2 separate regions of the Oryzias latipes genome follow, and region 1 is linked to region 2. Evidence: chromatin contacts called from public Hi-C data. All regions are on one chromosome and are shown on one strand. The core of a region is the stretch at or near the end of the contact, and the rest is flanking DNA. Distances in the headings are between cores, read along the strand shown.

What was found. A called contact is a pair of places that touch in the nucleus more often than the background predicts.
Region 1: a Hi-C map of embryo shows a contact between it and region 2, with 3 times the contacts expected there. The contact joins the promoter of dhx58 here to the promoter of dnajc7 in region 2. A contact is called at or near these places in 5 of 5 Hi-C or Micro-C datasets (embryo, fibroblasts and gastrula embryo).

Annotation. Positions count from the first base shown.
Region 1 is chr8:6,146,067-6,150,733 of ASM223467v1, reverse strand. It overlaps dhx58 (probable ATP-dependent RNA helicase DHX58), which reads left to right and starts at 3,046. Exons shown (of 11, transcript XM_020705140.1): 1 at 3,046-3,222; 2 at 3,306-3,510; 3 at 3,586-3,776; 4 at 3,845-3,958; 5 at 4,032-4,164; 6 at 4,245-4,430. The coding sequence starts at 3,046. It overlaps kat2a (histone acetyltransferase KAT2A), which reads left to right. Exons shown (of 18, transcript XM_023957428.1): 18 at 340-1,794. The coding sequence ends at 533.
Region 2 is chr8:5,994,827-6,000,018 of ASM223467v1, reverse strand. It overlaps dnajc7 (dnaJ homolog subfamily C member 7), which reads left to right and starts at 3,887. Exons shown (of 14, transcript XM_004071287.4): 1 at 3,887-4,005; 2 at 4,687-4,775; 3 at 4,872-4,996. The coding sequence starts at 3,932. nkiras2 (NF-kappa-B inhibitor-interacting Ras-like protein 2) reads right to left here and starts at 3,896. Exons shown (of 4, transcript XM_004071289.3): 1 at 3,786-3,896; 2 at 2,893-3,007; 3 at 2,384-2,625; 4 at 1,269-2,307. The coding sequence starts at 2,986. The coding sequence ends at 2,065.

The sequences.
Region 1 (4,667 bases), core at 1,797-4,296, 150 kb before region 2:
AGGTTTAGTAGGCGATTAGTTAGGGGAAAGTTAGTTTAAAACATTCGTGTTGTGCAAAATGTGGGCAGATTTCTCCACAGTAGTTTTTGAAATCCTGTTTTCATGCTTTTTATGAGCTGGAACCCCAATTATGTACTGGTAAAATGAAGCAAATAAATACATAAAGTCAATTAAACACTAAGCCCCCAATCTATATTCCATGAAAGTTACATTTTTAATGGAAATTAATACTTTTCAATGATGTTTACATTTTTTGTAAAGGCTCTATACACAGCCATCTTCTGTTTTCCTTCTAATTTAACTTCAAATATTGTTTGCTTCTTCATTTCATCCACACAGATCTGAAAACCATGACCGACAGGTTAAAAAACAGATACTATGTGACCAAGAAGCTTTTCATCGCTGACCTGCAGCGAATCATCAGCAACTGTCGCGAGTACAACCCTCCAGACAGCGAGTACTGCAAGTGTGCCAACACCCTGGAGAAGTTCTTCTACTTCAAATTAAAAGATGGAGGCCTCATTGACAAATGAAGATCCTGTTTGCTAGTCGTCAAATCTCATACCTGAGTTAATAATGGCGCGAGTGCAAAATAATCTCGTGAAGAAACGGCTGAGAGCCAGTTAAGACATCACAAGTGTCATCTGTCATTTTTATTTAGTTCTCAATGGGAGAAACCTGAATATAATTCACGTCACATTAAGTGTACCAAAGTTTCAGGTCCGAGTTAAAGAACTGCTCCACCTTTCACCGATGTTTCTGCTTTTAATTTGAAACATAAGCGGGTTGTTCTGGTTTCGTCTGCGTCTGTATTTGTTCAGGATTTCAGAGAAAAACCTTCGGACCTAAAACCATGTTGCCTTCTGTTACTGACAGACACTTGAACGTCGTGGACAGTCTCCAGGATGTGAAAAACCTTAATCAGTCATTTCATTCAAATAACTTCCTGACTTTTTTTTTTTTTTTTTTTTTTGAGTGTAGCTCTATTATTTATACTTTCTTTATGTGGAAAAACAACACCTAATTAGTCCAATAAACTGTTGTCTATATTTGGATCTGCAGCAGCAATCACACTGTTCCTTTGGGCCAAACATGTTCTCATTCCACTCCGTTTCTGTCGGCTCACATTTGACCATGTTGGCAGTGATTTTCTTTGATTTTTTAGCACTTTTTTTACACAGGCAAAAAAAAAAAGGGAAAAGCGACTCAGCTGCAGCTGTGAGGGTCTTGGCTTTCTTTCACAAAGACACAATACAAACTGAAGTGGTAAAAAAAAAATGCATGATAGTTTACATTTATAGAAAAAAAAAGAATAATTTTGTTGTTACTAATGCTCATTTTTGTTTTGTTTTTGTACTTGAATTAATTCTTACCCACGAGGTGTTCTCTTGTTGACGTGCTTCCTGAGATTTCCCACTTCTTTCGAGGGAATTATTGTCAAATGTTTTTTTAAATTTTGTTTTAATTAATTATTTATTCTTAATATTTGTGCACAAGTCAGTTTTGTACTCGAACAATGACAAACATTGACAAATTCATGAAATGTGTTGCTTCATTCAGGGTTCTTTCTAGTATTGTGCTCCTGCTTTGTAGACCTTGATGACATTTACTGTAATATCATTTTTTAATTTGGCTTTAATTTTTTTTTGTATCTGTTAGTTTCCAACCTCTCAGGTAAGGGAATAATTATCGACAACAAACACATGTATAAACGTGAGTCACTCGGAGTCCCCAGGCGTGTTCCAGCTGCAGAAGTCTTGTCTAAACCAAATAAAGTCAGCACAGTTGATCCTTTCTTGTGTATTTATTTTTGTGTGTCTGAAAAAAGATTTTTATCAGTTAATAAACTTATGTAAATATCATTTGCATGCATAAAACCTTTAGTTTATTCCACCAAATGAGTAATTTAGAGGTATTCTGATGTTAATATGGTTACAGTTTTAATTTCCCTCAAACTGATTTTACACTGTTAAGTGTAACTATATCTTAATAGTCGTTTTTATTTCATTAAAGAATAACAGAAGTCTGAACTGACCAATCTGCCAGTGCTGCAGCTACCAATTACGCTTTTACAGCAATTCAGATTTAAATGAGGTTAGTTGGTGTCTGAGTGAAGCTTGTTTTTCATTTCCTCCCCTAGGAAACAGTCTTCATGCATAATGCACTAAGCTTTTATTGTAAATCTGCAGAACCGCACCTAAAACCACAAAGAGGGTTGGTTCCAGCCTATTATCCTGTGCATCACTTGATAACTGCTTCATCTTTCTTTTTTTTCACTTTTTTCATGTGTTTTAAATGTTATTTTCAACCACTAACATGCCAAAATGAATTTGATACAGTTTTTGAAAAAGTAACATTTTCTTTTACATTCTTTTGCACTGTGAGTTCTTTCAAATGTGGTTTTGGTGGCTTTTTGTGTTGATTTAGGTACTTTTTGTTGTTGTGTTGTTCCCGGAAGCAGATGAGTAAATGAAACCTAAAAGAAAAGAGAGGATGAACTCAGTCAGTCCAGCTCAAACAAGCTGTGAGTTTTGCTTTCCTGGCGTGTCACAAAAGGTGGCTCTGCGAGGGCAGATTCAAAACACCCAGGATGTCTATGTGGCTTAAAACACACCCTGCAAACAACTACCAGAGATTCCATTGATGAGCAGGATTCAGGTTTGTGATATCAGACAAAAGTGAGTATGAAAGTTCCTCTTTTGCACAGTGTTACTCCGTTTTTTGATGTCAATTCCGAAAGGATGCCAAGTGTTGTTTGTCACACGCCCCCTCAGCAGGGCTACGTTTCTCTGATCAGCTGACTTTTGCTTTCGTTTTCCAGTTTAAACGTCACACAGCAGACTTTAAAACCCCAACAGCAGATCTAAGCAGCCGTAGAAGGAGAGGTGAAGCTGCAGGCGTCCTGCTGACTCTAAAAGCCTTTTCTCACGTCTGGCACACACTAAAGGAGGTGAGCGTTTGGTCTTATTGGATCTAGTTCCCTTGATTGAGTATAAATTGCTGTCCTGCACAGTTTGAGACTTTGGCATTGCATCACAGAGCACGATGGCAGATTTTGAACTGTACAAATACCAGGAGGAGGTGGTAGAAAGGGCTCTGAAGGGAGAAAACATCATCATTTGGCTGCCAACTGGTGGTGGGAAGACCCGAGCAGCTGTGTATGTGGCCAAACGGCACCTGGAGACCACGGCAAATGCTAAAGTGGTCGTCTTAGTCAACATGGTAAGCTGAAACCTTTTCTACTGACATTATTATTAAATGATATAAAGCTATGGACTACAAAGGTTTGATGCGTTCTTCTTTAGGTGCACCTAGTTGACCAGCATTACAGCAAAGAGTTCAAGCCTCACCTGGGCAGCCTTTATAACCTCATAAAGGTCAGCGGAGTGAGTGAGGAGAAAGATTTCTTCGGGAAAGTGGTGCAGAGGAACGATGTGATCATCTGCACAGCACAGATTCTGTATAACGCTCTGATCGACAAAGAGGAAGCTAAACATGTGGAGCTTTCCGGTCAGTGGTTACAATCATAATCCCTTATAACTGGTAGGTCTCCATTAAGGACAACACCACTATGGTTTTGTGCAGATATTACTCTTCTGATCATCGATGAGTGCCACCACACTCACAAGGAGGCGGTTTACAACAAAGTGATGCGATGCTACATGGAAAAAAAGTTAAAAGGAGAACGGCAGCTGCCACAGATTCTGGGTCTGACCGCATCGCCGGGAACCGGAGGAGCGAGGATCCTGGAGGATGCTGTGGAGCATGTGCTGGAGGTCAGTTTTATAACATCACCAATCAAACGTACCGCTTTGTCTGCTCATCGTTGCCGCCTTTTCTTCAGATCTGCGCCAACTTGGACTCAGCTATAGTGTCGACCAAAAACTATGAGCCGGAACTGATGAAGAAGGTGCCCAGACCCGTCAAGACCTTTGACATTGTGGAGAAAAGACACGCTGTAAGTCTGTTTTTCCAACTTCTCAAAGCAGTAATAGAATCCAATCTACATAGTTATGCCGGGTTTCTGTCAGGATCCACTTGGAGATCATCTAAAGTGGATGATGCTGCAGATCCACGACTTCATGAACCTTCCTCGTGACGCCAGGCTCAGACAGTGTGGAACACAGGAGTATGAAGCAGATGTGGTGATTTTGGAGCAGCGAGGTAGGACTGTTGCTTGTAAAGCATGTCCATGAACATTTTGCGTCTTCAGACCGTCATCGTTTGGGTTTGTTTTGGAGCAGGAGTTCGAGAGAACAACAGATTGGTGGCCCAGTGTGCGCTCCACCTCAGACAGTACAATGACGCCCTGCTCATCAATGACACTCTGAGAATGATGGATGCATATCGCTCCCTGGAGGAGTTCTATGACTCAAAGACCACCACTGCCATGGATGGAACAGACTTCTTCTTGTTGGGCCTTTTTGAAGGTGGGAGGTCCTAATCCTTTACCTCATGTTTTAGCTTTACCCCAGAACACTTTTGCTATAAAATGTTACGCTGTCACTTTTGCCAGGTAATTTTTACCCGATATAGTATACCCAACAAAAAGTACTTGTCATAAAAAAATAGATCAAAACATGACAGCACATGATACATTTTCTTTTATTTTCAACTGAGTGTAACAAAATGAAAAAGAAAAACAGGAAGTTCCTAAAAACATGCTC
Region 2 (5,192 bases), core at 2,638-5,137:
TACCCTCCCTACCCCCGCCGCCACACAGTAACCCCCCCCCCCCCAGCCGGCCGACCCCCAGCGCCGCATGCCCGACCCCTCCCGCAGCCGACAGGATACCCATAAGCCCGGCCGCCCTGAGAGGACCAGGCGGGTGAAGACCGGCCGCCCCCCCAGACCCCACCCATGTATGGAGGTGTGGGAGTGCTGTGTGTGTGCTGCAGGTAAAATAGGAGGTCACCAGTGTGGGGGGCTCCACCGCTGCCAAGCCGCAAAGCCCCCCACTCCGGAGTCCCTCTGTGAGTGGTGTGTATTTGCTGTGTGTGTGCTGCTAGCATGCAGTGTGTGTGTCTACAGAGGAAGTTAAAATTGTGGGGGGGGCCAGCGAAAGGTGAGCACGGATGTTTCACCGTGCCCCCCTCCACCAGACCCTCTCCACAAGGCCCTAGATGAATCAGAGTGTCTAATATGCAAGTAAAAAGCGGGGAGGAGGGCGGGTGCCAACTAGAACCCAGAGAGGGGCATCCCCAGTGAGCCCCGCCAGCATACCCCTCCCATCCAGTTCCCGGAGCCCTATGTGCAATATTTGTTTGGGTGAGAGCGGGGAGGAGCGGGCGGATGGGCACAACCGGGGGAGAAGGCTCCCCCGAGCGACCGGCCCCCCAGCCGGCCGCGGTAGGCGCCCCCCCTCCCAGAGCGGCCGGGCAGCCAGAAACGGCAAGCCAGCCGCAGTTGGAGGCCAGAGCCTCGCGGCGCCGAGAGACAGCCAGCGAGGAAGGGTCCCGGCGCCAGAACGGGGGGGCAGGGGGTCCAGCCCCACCATTCATACCCTGGCCCCCCTAAGGACTAGCACACTGCCCCCCCAGGCCCCCCCCAAAAAATAAATAAATAATAAAATATTAATAATAATAATAAAATAATTAATATAATAATAATAATAATAATAATAATTAAATAAACCCACCCAAGTGAACCCATTAACCCCTGCTGTGACTGCGGCGTCGACCCCCGGGGGGCCAGGCCACGCGCCAACAACCGGCCACGGGCGAAACACCTGCCACGGGCAGACGACCCCAGGCCCCTGACCCACTTGCGATCAGGTCACACATCTGCATTTGGGTAATCAATAAAAATGTGATCAGTTACAGCCCAAACTGATTTTTTGTCAGCCACAGTCAAATATTTCATTTGTTTACAAAGCGTGCAAACATTTCGACTGATCAATATATAACAAGCAATATAACTTGTCACAAAATATTTAAAAGAAAACACTCCAACATAAAAATGCATCATTTCTTTACCAGATCTGATTTATTTATGCAACCTGATAAAAATCTTCAGTGATTGGACGAAATATAGAGCTTGGTTTTACCTGATACACGTAGTTTGACGCAGATAAACAGTCACATGGATCAAAATGTTGTCTTATTCTTTGTGTGTTTTACAGGGAACAACCAAAACAACAGAGTCTGCAGCAACATTCAGCTTTTAAAAAGAAAAATACATTCTGTACAGAAAGCTTTTTACAGTAAGGAATGTCAGTCATCACTCATCAGCATCCGGCAATAAATTTCAGCAAGGAACATGGAGAGTGTAACGAAACTCCACCTACATAACTAGGAACGTTTCTTTACGTCTTGACCCACACGCCCCGCTGCCATCCGGCTGCCATTCTTCCTTCAGTCCTGGGGATCATGTAGTGTGAATGTGCACACACCTCAAGCAATTGTGCACAAATACAGCTCAGAAATTGGCTTTAAGCATGATAAGTTGATGAGCTCCCCAAGACTAAATCAAAAGATATATTGTAAGAAAATAAAGAACATTTAGGCCTAAATCTATGATTCAAGCAAAGCTCCAAGTGAAATAGTTTGACCATGATTCTCAGAAACTTAAATTACACCAACAGATTTTTTTTTCTTCATTGTTTTTCACTTTGACAGCAAATATAGTGATCAATCAAATATGACAGCACTCACTGGTTATAAATATCACAGCAGTATTTCGGTCTTTTTCTCCCTTCCAGAACCTAAAAAACCTGCTTTCCCTTTCACACACACCCCCTCCTCACCTTTGAGGATCATTTTAACTGTCAGTCGAACCCCCACCTTTGTTCTTATTGCGACTGAGAGGGAATGTGGACTTGCTCTGTGGTTGAGTCATTTTGCTGGCCAGATAAACAAAGGGTTCGATGAGTGTGCGACGGTCTACCACCGACACTTCAAACAGACGGACCTTCTCATTTCTCGCCCAATTCTGGGCATAGGTGGGGTCAACTCTCCTCTCGTCTGGCTTGTCCAGTTTATTTCCCAGCACAACGATTGTCACCTGTGGGTCAATATAACCGCATTAAATTCACACCGACAATATCACCTCACCGCGACAAACCTGTTTATGCTCTCACCTCCTTCTTGTCTCTTTGACGATCAATATCCTTCTTAAGCGCCTCCATTCGCTTAAACGACTCTTTGCTGTCAATGCTGTAGACGAGCACGAATCCGTCGGCAAAAGTGAAGTAATGCCGGGGAAATTCCAGCCCCTCGCGGAGTCCACGAGTGTCATAAAAGCGCACCTGCTCTTTGGTGCCACGGTCTGTTTCTATGGAGCCAATATAGATGTCCTCCAGGGTCTCCATTGGCTCCGAACCTGATCAAATAGATAAAAATGGCCAAAAAAATATGCAGGAAAGATCAATTCCTGAATATTTTAAATGTCTAATCACAAAAAAAAAAAAATTTGACCATTCTGTACAGAATCGACACATCTGCACTTTGCTTTACTTCTTTGAAAAACAACAAACAAACAAAAAAAGCCCAATTATAGTTTGGACTTTGCTTCATATTTGTGATATGCTTAGATATTACTAAAGGGTAAGATGTTTAAGCAAATAAACAAACAAACATTTTGAGGTACCTGCAACATGGTTGGCATACAACAGCTGTTCTAGTATGGCAGTTTTTCCAACTGCAGCTTGACCACACACCACAACTTTACAGCTTTTCCCCATGACAAGTCTTCACGCTCCTGTCTGAAAACACAAGCCCATTATAAATGTCCCAAAGACTTTCAATGCTGAGTTTTAGCCTTTGCCTAAAATAAAAAATACCTAAAATGTTCTAATAATGTTTATTTAGATTATTTAAATGTGGGAAAACAACAGTGGTCTAAACTTTATGAAGCTAAAATGTGAATGGATTTGCCATTAATTCTTGTTTAATTGTTTGTTTGTACATATATTTAATTTACACTTAATCTTGCAAGAAATACAAGGGATCTGGAAAACTTCACCTACACTGATCAGTACCCAGGTATTTCTCTTTGAGGCACACTGGTTGAGGTTTTGGCTAAAGATGTCCTGGATCGATTACGTCAGGGAATCGGATCGTTCAAAATTAACCAATATCGACTATGAACCACACATCGAATGTAAACGAATCGTCAAACCCCCAGTATTTATGCTGTTGCATAAAGAACATACAACAAGACGAGCAAGAAATCATCAACAGAGTCTGGACCAAACCGATGTTAAGCCGTACTATGAAACATAAAATATGGCACATAAACACGAAAAGAGACACCAAACTATTCAAAAAGGTAACATTAAGACAGTATGATGACAAAAAAGACGTAGGATTAAATCAATGGTAACAAGAAACAATGCTAACATGTCTGTCTGTGTGGTTTCGTTCAAGAACAATTAGCTTAGCATTAGCCTCTGAATAAATACAGGACAACACTGCTTTATTCTTATCTATTGATTGGTCCTGGGCGTTAAAAGAAAAAAATATGTATAAACGAAACATTACCGCACGTTCGCCAATTATAAAAAGCCTCCGTTTTTACAATATCATTAACAGCAAAAACAGGTTCCCTTCCCTCGACGGTTACTTCCTGTTTACACCCTACGTAAGAACTGCAGTCCGAGGCCCCGCCCACCCTCAGTCACGGCAAAATGGCGACGGAAAACTGTGATGCTGTGAACACGGAGCCTGACATGGAACTGCTTAGCGACGAGGAACTGGAAAGGTGTGGGTTCTTGAAGGTTTCTTGTCAGTGGTCACAACAGAAATGTTTTGCTGTTTTGTGTAAAACAATGTCCACGTCATGTTAATTAGCTTGTCGTACTTTGAAAGCTAAAGGTAGCACGCGCTAAGTGCTCCTCCTGTTTAGCTAAATTTGGAAAGCCCGGTTGCACTGCGCTTGGCCAGCTCCTGTCTGTTTTGTTTTTGTTTTTTTGTTTTTTGCAAATCCACCGCTACAGCTGTAAAATTATATTTACCGTGGTGGTGGTTAGACCTCCTCGAACGTTTTTTTCTTACGTCGTTTCGTGACTGTCATCTTTTTACTATTTTTTTAATGCCATATGATGCCATTCATTCGCTGTCATCGGTTGAAGTATGGACGCCTTCCAAAAAAAGTAATGGCTGAAGCACATTGCATGGTGTCATATGTTCCTGGCTCTGCTCCTCCGCCTGCTTTACAAAATAGCAACGTGTTTTGCCATGTTGTTTAGGCTGTTTCCAAGTGTAGCTTTCTCTTCTTCATAACCCTCCTAAGTGCTTGAACACACTTTCTGTGCTTGCTTTTTATTTAAATACACATGATCATTTAGAACCAGGGAAGTTGCAAATCAAACTCAAATACTTTGCCCTTTGCTGTCCCCACGTTGTCATGACTGTTTTGTGTTTTCTGTCCACCTCCACCCAGAGAAGCGGAGGGCTTCAAAGAGCAAGGCAATGCTTTTTATGTGAAAAAGGATTATGCTGAGGCTTTCAACTATTACACCAAGGCTATTGGTAAGTAAAGTTTTTTTTAACTCTCTGGATCTCATAAAATCTCACTCTATTAATTGGAAAATCAAAAATGTTGATGACATTTATTTTCATGTTCAGATATGTGTCCAAGAAATCCAAGTTACTATGGAAACCGGGCGGCAACACTAATGATGCTGTGTCGGTACAGAGAGGCTTTAGAGGACGCTCAGCAAGCGGTGCGGCTAGACGGCAACTTTGTCAAGGTGGGTGTCGCTCCCCCTGAGTTTGACGAAAGTCCTAAATGGTCCTTGGATTTAGCAGACACAAAGGTTTTCAATGTGTCTCTTTTCCCAAAAATGCTGTCAGAAGAAAGAAACAAAACACAGAAAACTTTTAAAAAAACTCAGTGTTTGCACAGAGAATAATTAACAAAAACACTAATAAGGAGCTTCAAGAAGT